Linked DNA regions of Capsicum annuum: region 2 is linked to region 1. Evidence: chromatin contacts called from public Hi-C data. All regions are on one chromosome and are shown on one strand. The core of a region is the stretch at or near the end of the contact, and the rest is flanking DNA. Distances in the headings are between cores, read along the strand shown.

What was found. Hi-C and Micro-C count contacts between places; a contact is called where the count stands out from the background.
Region 2: a contact with region 1 is called in a Hi-C map of leaf, with 3 times the contacts expected there. The contact joins two enhancer-like sites. A contact is called at or near these places in 2 of 5 Hi-C or Micro-C datasets (both in leaf).

What each region holds. Positions count from the first base shown.
Region 1 is chr1:162,087,712-162,094,834 of UCD10Xv1.1, reverse strand. LOC107840927 reads right to left here. Exons shown (of 7, transcript XR_007052645.1): 3 at 5,863-6,007; 4 at 5,450-5,791; 5 at 5,101-5,360; 6 at 4,117-4,547; 7 at 3,987-4,054. Among protein-coding and RNA genes, the nearest start is that of LOC107840927, 8.3 kb to the right of the region's middle. Within about 2 kb of position 3,699, at least 4 of the 5 cell types and tissues checked have an H3K27ac peak or open chromatin away from gene starts, as enhancers often do. A contact at or near this core is called in leaf, where this site is marked.
Region 2 is chr1:162,154,062-162,161,184 of UCD10Xv1.1, reverse strand. LOC107840918 (putative protein TPRXL) reads left to right here. Exons shown (of 3, transcript XM_016684871.2): 3 at 1,959-2,660. The coding sequence ends at 2,520. Among protein-coding and RNA genes, the nearest start is that of LOC107840918, 6.3 kb to the left of the region's middle. Within about 2 kb of position 2,689, at least 3 of the 5 cell types and tissues checked have an H3K27ac peak or open chromatin away from gene starts, as enhancers often do. A contact at or near this core is called in leaf, where this site is marked.

The DNA.
Region 1 (7,123 bases), core at 2,450-4,949:
GTAGAAGCATCGTACTAGATAAAATGTCTGTTACAAATTCTGCTCTTATTTGATTATGTTCAAATTTTAAAATTCGGTATGTAATTTTATGTGCATCTAGATTCCAAAACTAGTGAATAAATTTTCTGAGCAAATGATATGAAGAAAAATTTGTATAAATCTAAATTACATATAAAGATATATGAATGAAGAGATGTCATGATTGACACATGGAGAAACCTCTTAACTCAATCATTCGGAGAAATATTCAACGGGCCTAGTCTAATGCATTTGACCGTTAAGTGTCATTTTTCATGAGTTCTGAACTGATGCAGATCCATGAACTGAGATATTTCTTTGTGTTTGCACTGATGAAGAGAAATTTTTCATGAGCTATGCACTGATAAATATTTAGTGGATTAATTTCGTTGGAAAAATTTGACCAACAAAACTGAAGAGGTTATATTTATTTATGTCTTTTTTGTGGCTCGAATCGAATTAGACGGGTTAGACTAAGGTGTATTTTATTTTTAAAAAATGGAGCGTTTAACATTGATTTGAGCTTTTTTATAATGAAAGGGTACATATGAAAATTTAACTTAACAACGAGAGTAAATTTGACCCCAAAGTATGACATCAAGGATATATTTGACCCAAAGTATGATATCAATGATAAATTTGACCCCAAAGTATGACGAAGGATATATTTAGTCAATATTTCAATGTTACGGGGTAAATTTAACCCTAAAGTATGATAGTGAGGGTAAATTTGGCCCAAAAATATGTCGAAGGATATATTTAGCCAAATTTTCAAAGTATATATAAATATATATTTATTTAAATAATAAAGATGGATATAATAATTAAATTTAATATCTTTTGAGTATGTAAAGATTGGAGAATTTATTTATTAAACCTAACCTTTACCAAAAATATTTTTAAAAGTCGATCGACATTCATCTACCATCTGTAAATTGCAACAAAACAATACAATAATAGAAACATCAAAATAATACAATTAAATCTAATCTTTACATACAAAAATTTTTTCAAAGTCGTCCGATACATATCTACCACCTATAAACAATAATAAAATAATAAGATAATAGAGATATCAAAATAACACAACCAAACCTAACCTTTACATAAAAAAATTCCTCAAAGCCGACCAACATTTATCTATCACCTGTAAACTGTAACAAAATAATACGATAAAAGTGATATCAAAACAATACAATTAAACTTAAATTTTACACACAAAAATTTCTCAAAGCCTATACGAACTGTAAATTACCACAAAATAACAAACTAATAAAGACATTACGATAATATAATTAAACCTAACCTTTACCTAAAAAAATTTCAAAGCCGACCCACATTCATCTAGCATCTGTAAATTAAAATAAAATAATAAAATAATAAAGATATTAACAATACAATTAAATCTAACCTTTATACAAGAAATTCTTCAAAGTCAACTTAATCAAGCATCCACCAATCTAGATATACAATCGAATCAAGTTAGATGAACATCAATCATATTCTCCCAATAGATAAACCGGTTTGTTCTCTAGTTTAACATGCATCTCAATATTTATAGAAACATTTTCTTAATAGAGTCCTATTAGAAGTATTTTCTAATAAAACAGTAGAAAGAAAAATATTAATTAATTCTCATACCATATATTTTAAGAGTTCCATATATTTTAGAAAGTCTAATAAAAAGGAAATTTTTTAATTATATTTCCTATCATATATTTTAGGAGTCCCATATATTTTAGGAAGTCTAGTTAACATAATAAAAAATAAATTAAAAAATTTAGTGAAAATATAGTTTTGTCTAAAGAAGAGTCTTTTAATTAAAGGGCAAAAAGTTCAAATCACTTTTCTAAGGGTCTTCACATTTTTAATATATGTATATGTGTGTGTGTGTATATATATATATATATATATATATATATATATATATATATATATGTTTTTTACTGCCTGCTTGCTCCGTGATATTATTATATCACCCCTAATTAATTATTATATGACATTTACGTATTAAAAAAATTATAATATTTAATGAAAAATAAAATAGACACTTATAAAGTAAAATGGATATTTATGATATGGTTGTTTCAGCCGCTTCAACTATAATTTTAATATATCACATATAATTAATTATTATGAGTCATCTAAGTATTTAAAAATTGATAATATCTATTTTTAAAAAGTGAAATAAACATAAAATGATAAATTAATTCTTGATGTTTTAAATTAATTTGGTATCTTATGTAAGGCCCACTTAAAAAATTTCACAAGCATTTTTTATAGCAATTTTGTTATATCACTTTAATTAGTCATTATGAGTCATTCAAGACGTGCTGGTTTCGCTATTTCAATCGTGATATTTGATTTACTCTCAAAATTACATCAGTTTCGCTTAAATTGAAATAGAAAAAAACTATTATAAATTACAATAATTAAAAACTTAAATTGCTTTGAAAGTCTAAATTCACTATCAATACCACAAAAGTTTAAACAAGAAGAGTACTATAAATTACAATTGCAAACAACATAAAATAGTAAATTACAATGTCGAAAAAGTATTATAGATTACAATAGTTATCGATGTCATATTAATTAGGATAAAGAGATATTACTTGAAAATTACATTAAAAGTCGTATAAATTATAATATAATTAACAACTTAAAATATCTAAACCTATATATAGCAAATCTGATTGACTTTCTCAAACATTTCATCAGCATCATATAAATTAAGACAAACAAATAACATATAATATTGAAAAAGTAGCACATCGGGGCTTGTGCTGACACAGACTCCAATATCTAGTATACAAATACAAATCACATATTTAATCAAGATTTAATTAAATATCATATAAGTGCACCGCTTATGGTGGGACTGTTTTAAACTTAAATATAAAAATACGTTTGACCATAAGAATTATTTTACTTTAATAAAAATTATTTTGAAAAAGTGATAACTTGTTTTCACTTTTCTCACTCCTATTTCTCTCAGAAAATTTTAAAAACAACTCCAATTTATATTCATGGTAAAACAAAACACCAACTCCAACTCCAAAAAATATTATTTTCATAGCCAAACTGGACCAAAGTTAGGTGCAAATTTAAACCTCTGTGGAATGATATCGTCTTTGAACCATTTCTAATTCTTTAAAGTGAATTTTTGATTCCTATCCATTTCTAATTCAAATGTTACATAGATGTTTATTCCATCTCAGGAAAAGGTTTGTTTGGCTGATACAACAGATTGAATCGTAGTCTTTGAGGATTGAAATTAAGATTGGATTCTGGAATTGTGGATTGACCAAACAAGACCCAGCACCCCCCCCCCCCGCTTTTTATTTTTTTTTGGTTTTGACAAATTAGTCAACAGACAATTTAAGATATGTTAACCGAATTAGAGCAGTCCGACTTCTAATCACCTATTTGTCAAACAACATATTACACTGCTACAAATTCATGAGACCTGTCAAAGAAACAATTACACAACATCCAGGCCAACTCAATTTCCTTGTCCTTCTCTCTGTCGACATAACGCCCACAAAGCAGATTTTCACATCCCATGATGCCGTGCATTTCGGCAGTTTGAAACTATATATCCCAGTTTGCTAAGTGATATTTACGGTTATTTGGGGAGGAGATAGCCGGTGACAGCCGCAGTTAATGAAGACGCAAGCGCCGAAAGCAATCAATGGTAAAAACTACCACAAACAATCATCCCTCGGGTGATAACCTTTTCAGCTACCAGAAAATGGGGCAGTAAAAGAATAATAGAACAAGGGACCTGACTTGCCCTTGACTTAGGGTTAATAAGGACATCAATATCTTCTTTGCTTTTTCTCGCAAGAATACACATCCATCCCTGTTAAAATCGGATAGTCAAGGCATAGCTTAGTTAAGCTTTCCTGTCCAGACCAGTAAATATGAAAATGAAATTGAATTAAGCAATTAAACTAGGGACATGCATAAGGGAAAACTCGACTAACATTTCATATAGGGATAATTGCATAAATCCCCTGGAATTATATATGCACCACTATTGCATATATAATGGTACAATACTTAGGGCAACCAATTCCTTACAAGATGGGACAGGCAGTAAAAAGGTGTATTTCAGCAGCTAAAAGCAATGTCAAGGAGACACATGAAGGGTTTTTGTGGGAAGGGGAACGAAGAGGCTTGAAGCTAGTGATATTATTGTTAGCATGTGAACATTCTTGAATAGAGAAGATGTTTTGAAAATCAAGAATCAATCGTCAGATGTATCAATGATGGAAGGCAGATCTTCAAGGTGCATTATCCCCTCATGCAGCATCTGAAGATCCTCCATATGCACTTTCAGCACCATACATTCCTCCAGATCCCCTTTCTTTTCCGTAAGTTGACTTTTGAGTTCTGTCAAGTACTTCTTAATTTGTAAAGCCATCTTGCATCTAGCATCCTCATTTTCAGACTTGGAAGCAGATGATGAGTTGCTAGGCAGTAGAGAAGCTGATAGGCAATGACCGCAAACAATAGTACCATTCAACCTAAGAAGAGAAAAATACGTAACAAAGTTACACCAAGTATATTCTCATCCATTCTAGTAAAGGCAAGATCAAATTAGTAACAAGCTGCGCAACAATTTGATTTCAGATGGCATATTAAAACTATGACCAAAAAATAGATGAAATATCATAGGATATCAACCAGTGTCCACCAATAATGGAAGAACAGTATGTTCTGCTAAGGAAAAGAAGCGAGAAAATGAAAAGCCCAGATGTCAATTATCAGTCTTCTCATACTTTTTTCCGTGTGTCGGTATCAGTCTCTCATAGTTTACCGCATACAAAAAATAGGTACATGCAAGGAAAATGGATGCTAATGGTCGAGAACCACATGGAACAATAAGGAATATGATTAATGGTGATTCTGTAATAAAGCGAAGTGGTTTCTGGATTGATTTCTTCCCTCCAACTCCTTCCAAAAATGAAGTCATGAGAACAGTTTTACACTTTTGAGATAGCAAATACCGGTCAAGAGTGACAACAGATGAAAACAGTAACAATAAGACTTTTTATACCAGGTTGAACCACCACTTACTTTTTGAGGATCGACTCTGATTCTGTGTCATTCTCGACTGTAAATAATGCATCTACGCCATCCTTGCTTACCCATGCCAGCCCTTCTGTCGTGCCAACCGATTTACAGATCGAGTGTATCTCACTGAAGGTAGCATCTTCGGAAATGTCCTCAATCCTGATAGTAACAACCATAGAAGCCCGTGGGGGTTGGATTGAAAGACGAGAACTCCCAACAGTTAGCGCACCAGCTCTAATTGCTCTGTTGCAGGATTTTAAGCTCTTGCCAACAGTTACCAACAGTTAATAAACAAACTTTTCCTCATTTGAGGGGGGGCTAAAAGAAAAACTTCCAGAGATCAATAGCATACCTCGAATTGGATGTCCCAACAGTTGAGCCCATCAGGCAGATGCCTGACTGAAGATGTGTACACTTTTCCGAAGACTGAAGCTGCTTTTACAAGCTGAGAAAGGCTGATGGTAGAAGGTACATTCCCAACTGAGATTGACCTACGAACATTCAAACTAGCAGCACCTGAAGTCGTGTAAGTCGATCCAGAAGCATCATCATCATTACCAAACTCACTTTGACAAGATTTATCAACAGTTAAGATTCTGCTTTTAACAGGATTCTTGCTTTCGCTGCGAGACTTGCGAGATGGTACTATTCTACCATTACCAAGTTTCTGTGACTCAAAAGGTATTGATAACATCTTCAAGCAAATCAGTTCATGTATCCAATGATTAGAAGTCCTATGCTATTAATAAAATCAGAAAAGCATACCAGCAAATGATCGGGCTTCTCCGTCACCAACTTCAGCTGCCCAATAGCTCTTTGTACTGGAGGACCCAGGTCTGAGAAGTCATTATCATCATTATGGACTTTAAATAGTAAACCCTTTGAGCTCTTAAATCTTTGGAACTGGAAGCTGGTTAATTTTAAAGTGTAAGAATAGCACAATAATCAATAAGAAAGCATGAAGTTTGATCTTAAATAGTCAGAATAAAGTCTGTAAAATCCACAGGGAAGAGAGGGCACAGGCCAAATACCAAGTTCCTTTTTTCTCCGTTCTTTGCCTCCCAACTTTGATACCCCAAAGTGTCATGTCTCATATACCTGCCCATCTTACCAGATTATAATTACCATACCCTAAAACCTCCAGATTCTAGTCTTCACTATTCATCTAAGTATAACTACTTAAAGCTAATGAGACTTCAGGAAGGTATTGGAAGGTAGTTTATTCTTTTTCTCAAGCTATTATGCGTAGAGGTCTTTGCTATGCTATTGTCATTTGACACATTCAGTCCTTTTAGTTTTTGCAGCTGGCCCTTGGTTTTGCTTGTTGGTTATACACAGTTTTAAACCAAACACAAGTTTAAGTTATACACTGTATAACCAATTTTGAATTCAATGAACCAAACACCCAATAAAAAATAATATTTGAATTACTAGTCTTGGATTTTAATCCCTGAATAGTAATTCCGATCTAACTTGTTTATAAACCAAATGACACCTAAGTGCCTTTAGATTGAACTCTTGAGGATAGGTCAATCAGTTTTAAACTATAACAAACACACAAATCAGACCAACTCTTGCCTTGTATATGTAGAGGCTATCCAAACATATGTTATAGTATGGATTTTATAGATTTTCACAAGATACATTATAGTAAATATACTGTGGAATGCTGATGCATGATAGAGAATAGAAAAGCTAAATTTAACCAACACCACAAAGAATCCAATTTCAACGAGCAATGAGAAAGACTGATGAATTAGACAAGAATACTGAACATGGAAAAAAAGGACAAAAGGAGAGACTTTGAACTTTTCACACTCACACCAGCTGGAAAATTTTTCATTTTTCTAAATATACCAGCCGAAGACCATTTCCATGACAAGCATTCATAGATACTTTATATGCACTTGCTGACTAACACGTGAACTGCATGAATGCCTATTTTCAAGCACTGTATACAGAAATAGAAATAGATAAGAAGAAATCCCACCACTCTTTATGAAGCGTGGTAAGAGCTGAGTGTTGA
Region 2 (7,123 bases), core at 1,440-3,939, 67 kb before region 1:
GCATTACCTGTTTCATAAGCCCTCTTAACAGAGAATTTCCCATCATTATTATGCTTCCATCTCATAGAATCTGGATCTGGGGCAGTGCTCAAGTCTAAGAAGCAAATTGTCCGCCCTATCCACTTCCACTTCCACATACATCAATTGTTCCACTGCAGTTTATGCTTTAGATGATGCTGGTTTAGGTTAGGCTTCCTAAGATCTTTAACATCTATCGGCTGCTGCATTTCAAAAGTTCTAGAAGGTTAAATTGAACTACTAGCGTCATTTGGTCCAGACCCTCCTATTAATTGAGAAAATGAAAAAGAGAAGAATTGTATGCTGTGACAATGTTCTATAACAAATAAACTATAATATATCTGATTAGCAAATATATTGGATGTGGGGACTTCAACATCTAATAACTTCCATGACTTGCTGGTTTATGTAGCTGTCCTGTCCATCTCCAATTTTCAATTGAATCTTACCCACTGTATTTTTCTTATGACTGAGAAATCCGTTTGAACCACCCTTAGGATCAACTGTAGCTTTTGAAACTCGGGGATGATAATGTGCCTTCTCCTGTACCCTTCTCCACTTAAATACCAGGCTTAGTTTGCATGGCCGGGCTCGAACCTGTGATCTAAGTCACAAGTTCCTTACCCTTTGCCACTTGAACTAAGCCCTAAGGGCTACCTGCCTTATTATTGTATCTGAGGATTAGTGGTTCCCTTTTCTAGTATGTTACTCTCTAAGTTGGAAGCAATAAACAAACAAGTAAGATTCAGAATTACCACCTCAACTTTTTGCCATTCCCCGAACTCTTTCTCTCATATTTCCCTTGTATAAAAATGCACATATGGATGACATATGCTCACATATTTGACCTCTTGGAAATGTTACCTTCTCAAAAAAAATATTTGACCTCTTGGATTTCACCACCAGAATATCATGCCATAGGAGGTGGTCCCGTGTAGGAGTGTGTTAAAATAAAACCTTAAGATTTGTAGAACTGATGAAACACAACAGTAGAGGAAAGCTGTTTCTATGGGTCTAGTTGCAAGTGAATATGTGGGATTCTGCCTTCTTGGTTTCATGTCTGCATCTTTGAATCTTTGACAGATAAATTAGCCAAAACACCCTCAAAACTCGTAGAAACGAGCGACCAAAAGGTGACAGCTCCTTTTTGATTGATGAATAACAGAAAACTAAAACTCATTGATGTCATCAGGCAGCTGTCTCCTGTCTTTCTTAAGAGAGTAATTAGTTTTTGCTGATTTTGTGATGATCATTGTAAAAGTCACTACTATGATTCTATGAAACATTGTAGTGCCCGCTAGAACAATTCTGTTACAGTAAGTGAGAAATGTTGAGAGCATCAGATATGCCAACACTGGAACATATCAAAAGATTACTTGATGAAGCGAGCAGTGATACCTCTGTCGGTGTTGCCTGTCATGGCACTTGGAATTAAGAGCAAAAAATGGTTGGCAAGGAAGTACAGACCATATAGTCATTTGACCTTTTAAGTGTAACAGTGGGGTTACCGCTGTATGGTTTTGTGGTTTCAAAATCTTAAAAGGGGGTGACGTGCCTTATAGTTTGTTGTTAGAGAACTGATGCCCCATGCAAATGGCAAGGATAATGTATCTACTGTAAAATAAAACAGCATGAATCGTGCAAAAATCCATTTCGAAGTTATGGTTGGTGTTTTTGGTCATTTTATTCCCAGAAAGTGTGTGGAGAATTTCTTAATTCCTTCCAGAACCACACATGATGAGGAAAAGAAACAAACGAATGTGAGAATCTGTAGATAGACCAATCTATCATGATGCATGCTTTTGGATCTGCTTATATTTGTGAAAGTTAATTTTGATTAGCTCCCCGTGAAGCACCTGTAGAGATGAAGATCCTGTATTTGCTGTCTCCTTGCTTATTTGTTATCAAGTTTTATTTGACTTTTTATGTTTGTTTTTCAGGGACGAGATGTCCTTTCAATATTCCCCAATGTCAGAAGATTCAGATGATTCTAGATGCTATGAGCCTTTGACAAATACCAGCTCCCCCCAACCTGAGAGTAGACCAACTAGTCCAGTCTCACCCTACCGATATCACAGACCAGTGAATGGGTTCTCATCAGGCCCTCCCTCCACGTCATGCCCATCACATTCCTGCTACCTCCCTCCTGCTACATCTCCACAACCTCGTCAACGAGGTTCTGATTCTGAGGGTCGATTTCCATCATCACCAAGTGACATATGCCATTCTGCTGACTTAAGGAGAGCTGCACTTTTGCGGTCTGTTCAAATGAGGACCCAACCTCCCGGACCATCATCATTTGAATTGCATTTTACTCCAGGGCAGGAGCCTAGTCATATGGAGACCGAGGACCGACCTTGTTCCTACATGAAATCTTTAGTTGATGAGAGGGAATATAAGGTTGACCAGTGCTCCTCAATGAGTGTATCAGCACCTGAAACTGGGGAAAGTGCCTGTAGAATTTTGAATATGGAACCAAAAGGAGATGAATCTGTAGATTAAAAACAATACTTAAACCTGACCTAATGAGGACTTCTAGCAAGACAGTTGTGCACAACTAGAGCTTTCAGAGAATTGACTTGTATGCTCAAAATTAACAACTTCAGAAGATAGTCCTGTTCTATGACCCTCTGTTAACACAATTCCTCAATTCTGACATTCCTTTCTCGTCCTCCTTTACTTCCCTGCCCCATGCCACTCCACTCTCAAAATTCTTACTTGTGGATTGGAAAAACATGTTAACGAAAGCAATCAACGAAATGTTTATTCAACCGCCAGTAGAAACTGGATGCCAGCTAAATCTCAAGTGGTATAGATATGATAATGGGGCATCTGATGGGTTGGTTTATTGTTTGTTGTTTAATCAAGTACGATAACGAAGTGGAGAAATTGTATTTTCAATTGTAAAAGATAAAAAATTCCCTGAACGTATTAAAAATAACTCAAAATGCTCTTTCTTACATCTATTGGGTTAAAAATGTCTCAGAATTTTTCTTTTGTACATACATAAACTCAAAGCATTGAGCCTAGGCTAGTGCACATAATTACATCCAGACAGGTATATCTCCAAGTTGCACATGAACTAGTAGGCTTTAGCTTAATAAATGTTGACAAATGAAGACAACTAATATATCCCTGACAATGAATTAAGAGGGGGGGAAAAGTCGAATTCGAGGTATACCGATCAAAATAAATTTAATGTCATTTTTTGGTTACAGATTCTGCTTTATTAAATCTGATTAAAGATACATGAAAATAATAGTGTTGTGAGGCAAATTTTAGGTTAAATTATACTCCATGTGCTTTTCTTTAAGATAGTTGATATAACATTTTTTATGTTTGATTATACATTTCTCCTCAAACGTTCATCTTGCATGAGGAATCATCCAATATATATTGTAGATGCCATTTTACTACTCAAAACTCGTGAACTAATCACATTTCTAGCTTATCGATGTGTTTGAGAAACATACAATGAACTAAAAATTATATAAATACACAACTTATGTTTCAAATATTATAAAAAATCTCAACTCCCTAAATATATTACAAAAATTTCAACATATACACAGAATGCTATGTATATGTCGGCTATGTTATGTATATTAATAGGGAGAGAGAGTAAAATAATTAAAAAAGTGGGAGATAGTGTAATTACTTCTAAAAGGATTGATATTTATGTTATTTATACTAAAATTAAACTACCAAATTTATGCACAAGATAACATGTCATCTATTATATGTAGTATCTCTTTTTTCCATCAATATCTATCATTAATTAGATATTTGATAGGAGTGACGTTAGTGAGGAGACAACAAGGGCGCTGAATGCCTTGTACCAGACGCGCCTTCCTAATAACCTAAATAGCCTTCTTCAAACATGCTGGTAGAAAATAACACTCGAATTGCATCAAATGTAATTCATTTGATTTGAGAACGTTATTGCCTTGTAGTAGCTGAAAATTTACAAGCTCTCCACCAGATTCAAAAATGGGCAAATCACATAACTATACAAGGTAAGAGTCAATATTACAAAAACTATCACTAGTTTTTAATTTATAAAATATAACAAAATCTACCAAAGGTAAAAAACACACAGTTAAAATAGCATGATTTAAGAAGACAATTTAATAATTGATATTTTATCTTATAAATTCTTCTATATTTTTCAACTAAGTTCTTTTAAAAAAAAAATAGTAAATAAGATAACCATAAAAACAACACATTTATTTGATATTTTTTTTTTTATGTTTTTAAATTTAATTTATTTAATTCAATGAACATTAATTTTTAATACTTCTAAGAAAAAACATCGATAGTAAATTCTCCGATTGATTCAAACCACATCTTATACAAATTTCATACACCATAAAATTATTAATAAACTTATTTGTATATCGATCAAACACCATAATAGATCAATTTCTATACATTTTAGACACCATAAAATTATCGATACACCAATTTTTATATATTTTCGACACTATAAAATTACTATTATTGATACACCTATTTGTAAAGAGTTCAAACACTATAAAATTATTGATATACCAATTTCTAAGACACCTTAAAATAAAATTGATGATATACCAATCTCTATATAATTCAGACACCATAAAATTATTAATATATCAAGTTCTAACTATTTCAAAAATCATAAAATTATTAATACACCAATTTTTATATAATTCAGACACCATAAAACTATTGATACATCAATTTCTATACAATTCATGCACCATAAAATCATTGATAACCTTCACTTGCCGATGTCATCAAAAAATTCTCGAAACTCCTCGAAATTGCATAGCTACATTTTGCAATACTTCTGAAAAATTGTAACTGGTGTCTATTTTTCTAACGATCATGTGTCGTATAGCTATGTAACTGGTTTCTTGCATTCTTTTAAGGTGCAAACAGGTGTAAATAGGAACATAGTGAATTTAGAACTCTTTTTTTTGCTGTGAACGTGAATAATGAGACTAAGGTGGAAAGGAAAAGAGGCAGAGTTAAAGTTCTTGCAGATCCAATTTCAGAAATAGTCCGACAGCTCCAATCTTCTTTTGAGTGTTTTTTTTAATCTTTTGGGTGATTTTTGGTAACTTTGGAAGAGGTAGCTACACAATTTTTTGACTTTTTGATGATTTTTGTATTTCTTACTTCGATTTTAGCAGTCATGGAAGGTTAAAGGTGTGATTTTTTAACTGAGAGAAAGAGAGGAGAGAAAAAGGAAGAGTAGGGGTTTTTGGATTAGATTTTTTACAGAAAAAAGGAACTGAATAGTTTGGTAGATTTTGGAAATAAAAACTACATTTTGTAAATAAAAAATTATAGTGGTAGATTTTGTAATATTTAGGAAAAAGGGAACTGAATAATTGGTAGATTTTGTAAATAAAAAATAATAGTGGTAGATTTTGTAATATTTACTCTTAGAGTGTACATTTAGGTGATTTTACCTTCAAAAATAAAGATCAAGATGGATTTTCATTGATTTTTCTTCCCTCACAAAATCATAATGTCTATATATCCTATGAAAAAGGGCCTAAAATGCCCTTCACCTATTGAAAGTGATGCAAAATACCCTTCATTCATTTTTAGGCTCTATAGTATCCTTCACATCTACATTTGGGCTCCAAAATACCCTTCACATCTATATTTGGGCTCCAAAATATTCTTTATTTAACATTTTCAATATTAAATAAATAAACAAAGGTTTCATTAATGAAGTGGCACATTCCCGCTGGTCCTCATTTTATTAATTAAAAAATTAAAAAATCCTAATTGACAATGTCTTATTTTGAAATCTATGATCTAACACTTTTTATTGGTTGAAATTCATGTGATGAACAGATAAAAATTTGTTGTACATTCATCGAACATGCCATGGTTCTTAGAACATAACAATTCTCACCCCACGATTTTTACAAGCTGAGATCCTGATTATGGGAGCTTCACTTTTAGAAATCTTTTGGAGCATACAAAAGAAATGATGCTTTGCCTGGTGAACTACAATGCTATAGTGCATGTAAATTAAAAGGGGGTTTAGAAATTAGTTGTAGCAGACCGATAGATGATTTTGTCTGCGTTCAGTAATTCTAGGATTCTAGCTAATTTTCTCTAAAGTGATATCAATGACACTAAATACAACAACAACAATCTGCTGAAATGTGTTGTGAACGCAATTATAATAGAAGTAGTCGTGGAATTATTACTTCGTATTTAAATGTAGAAAAGTAATTTGTCATGACATTTGATTATAAGGTTCATTAAATCTCATTTCATCTTTCACGCATAAAATTGACCATGTTAATTTACCTCTAAAACAAAGGTCAAGAAGCAGATTTTGGCTTGATTTCACAAACTCTAAAGGAAGAAAGTAACTTTGGTGCAATCCTTATAGGGATACCAGACACATATAATCATTCATAAAAGAAAGATGCACACTTTGACATGATTTCTCAACAAAAAGTGCTAAATACTAATATATTAATATTGATCATCAGGTATAGATGAGGTACGTGTTGTGGGTTAGAATTTTTTAAATAATAAAATGGGGTCCAAGGAAGATGTCACTTCATTAATTATTTTATTTATTTATCTAATATTGAAAATGCTAGGGCATTTTGGAGCTCAAAGATAGATGTGAAGGCTATTTTGGAGCCCAGAGGTGGATGTGAATGGTAATATAGAACCAAAAGGTGGATGAAGGGCATTTTTGCACCATTTTCAACAGGTGAAGGGCATTTTAGGCCCTTTTATGTATCCTCTATGTAGATTATGCTATGTATATACCTTGAAAGACTATACCAATAGCACACCAACTTAGGGACCGGTCCCTACTCAATGTATGCAGTAATGAACAAGAGTAAATAGAAAATACAACGTAAGAGACAATGTGCACACAATATTTATGTGGAAACCACCTTTCTCAAGCGAGTAAAATCACGACCTACCACGTAGGATTTTCAACCACTTCACTATTTTCAAGTAAACTTGAATATAGACTCCGTAGTTCAAGGATTAACCTCTTAATCCTCAAAAACTTGCAATAGCTCTATTACAATACTCCAAAGCAATAAATCTATTGACAACACTGAAATAACTA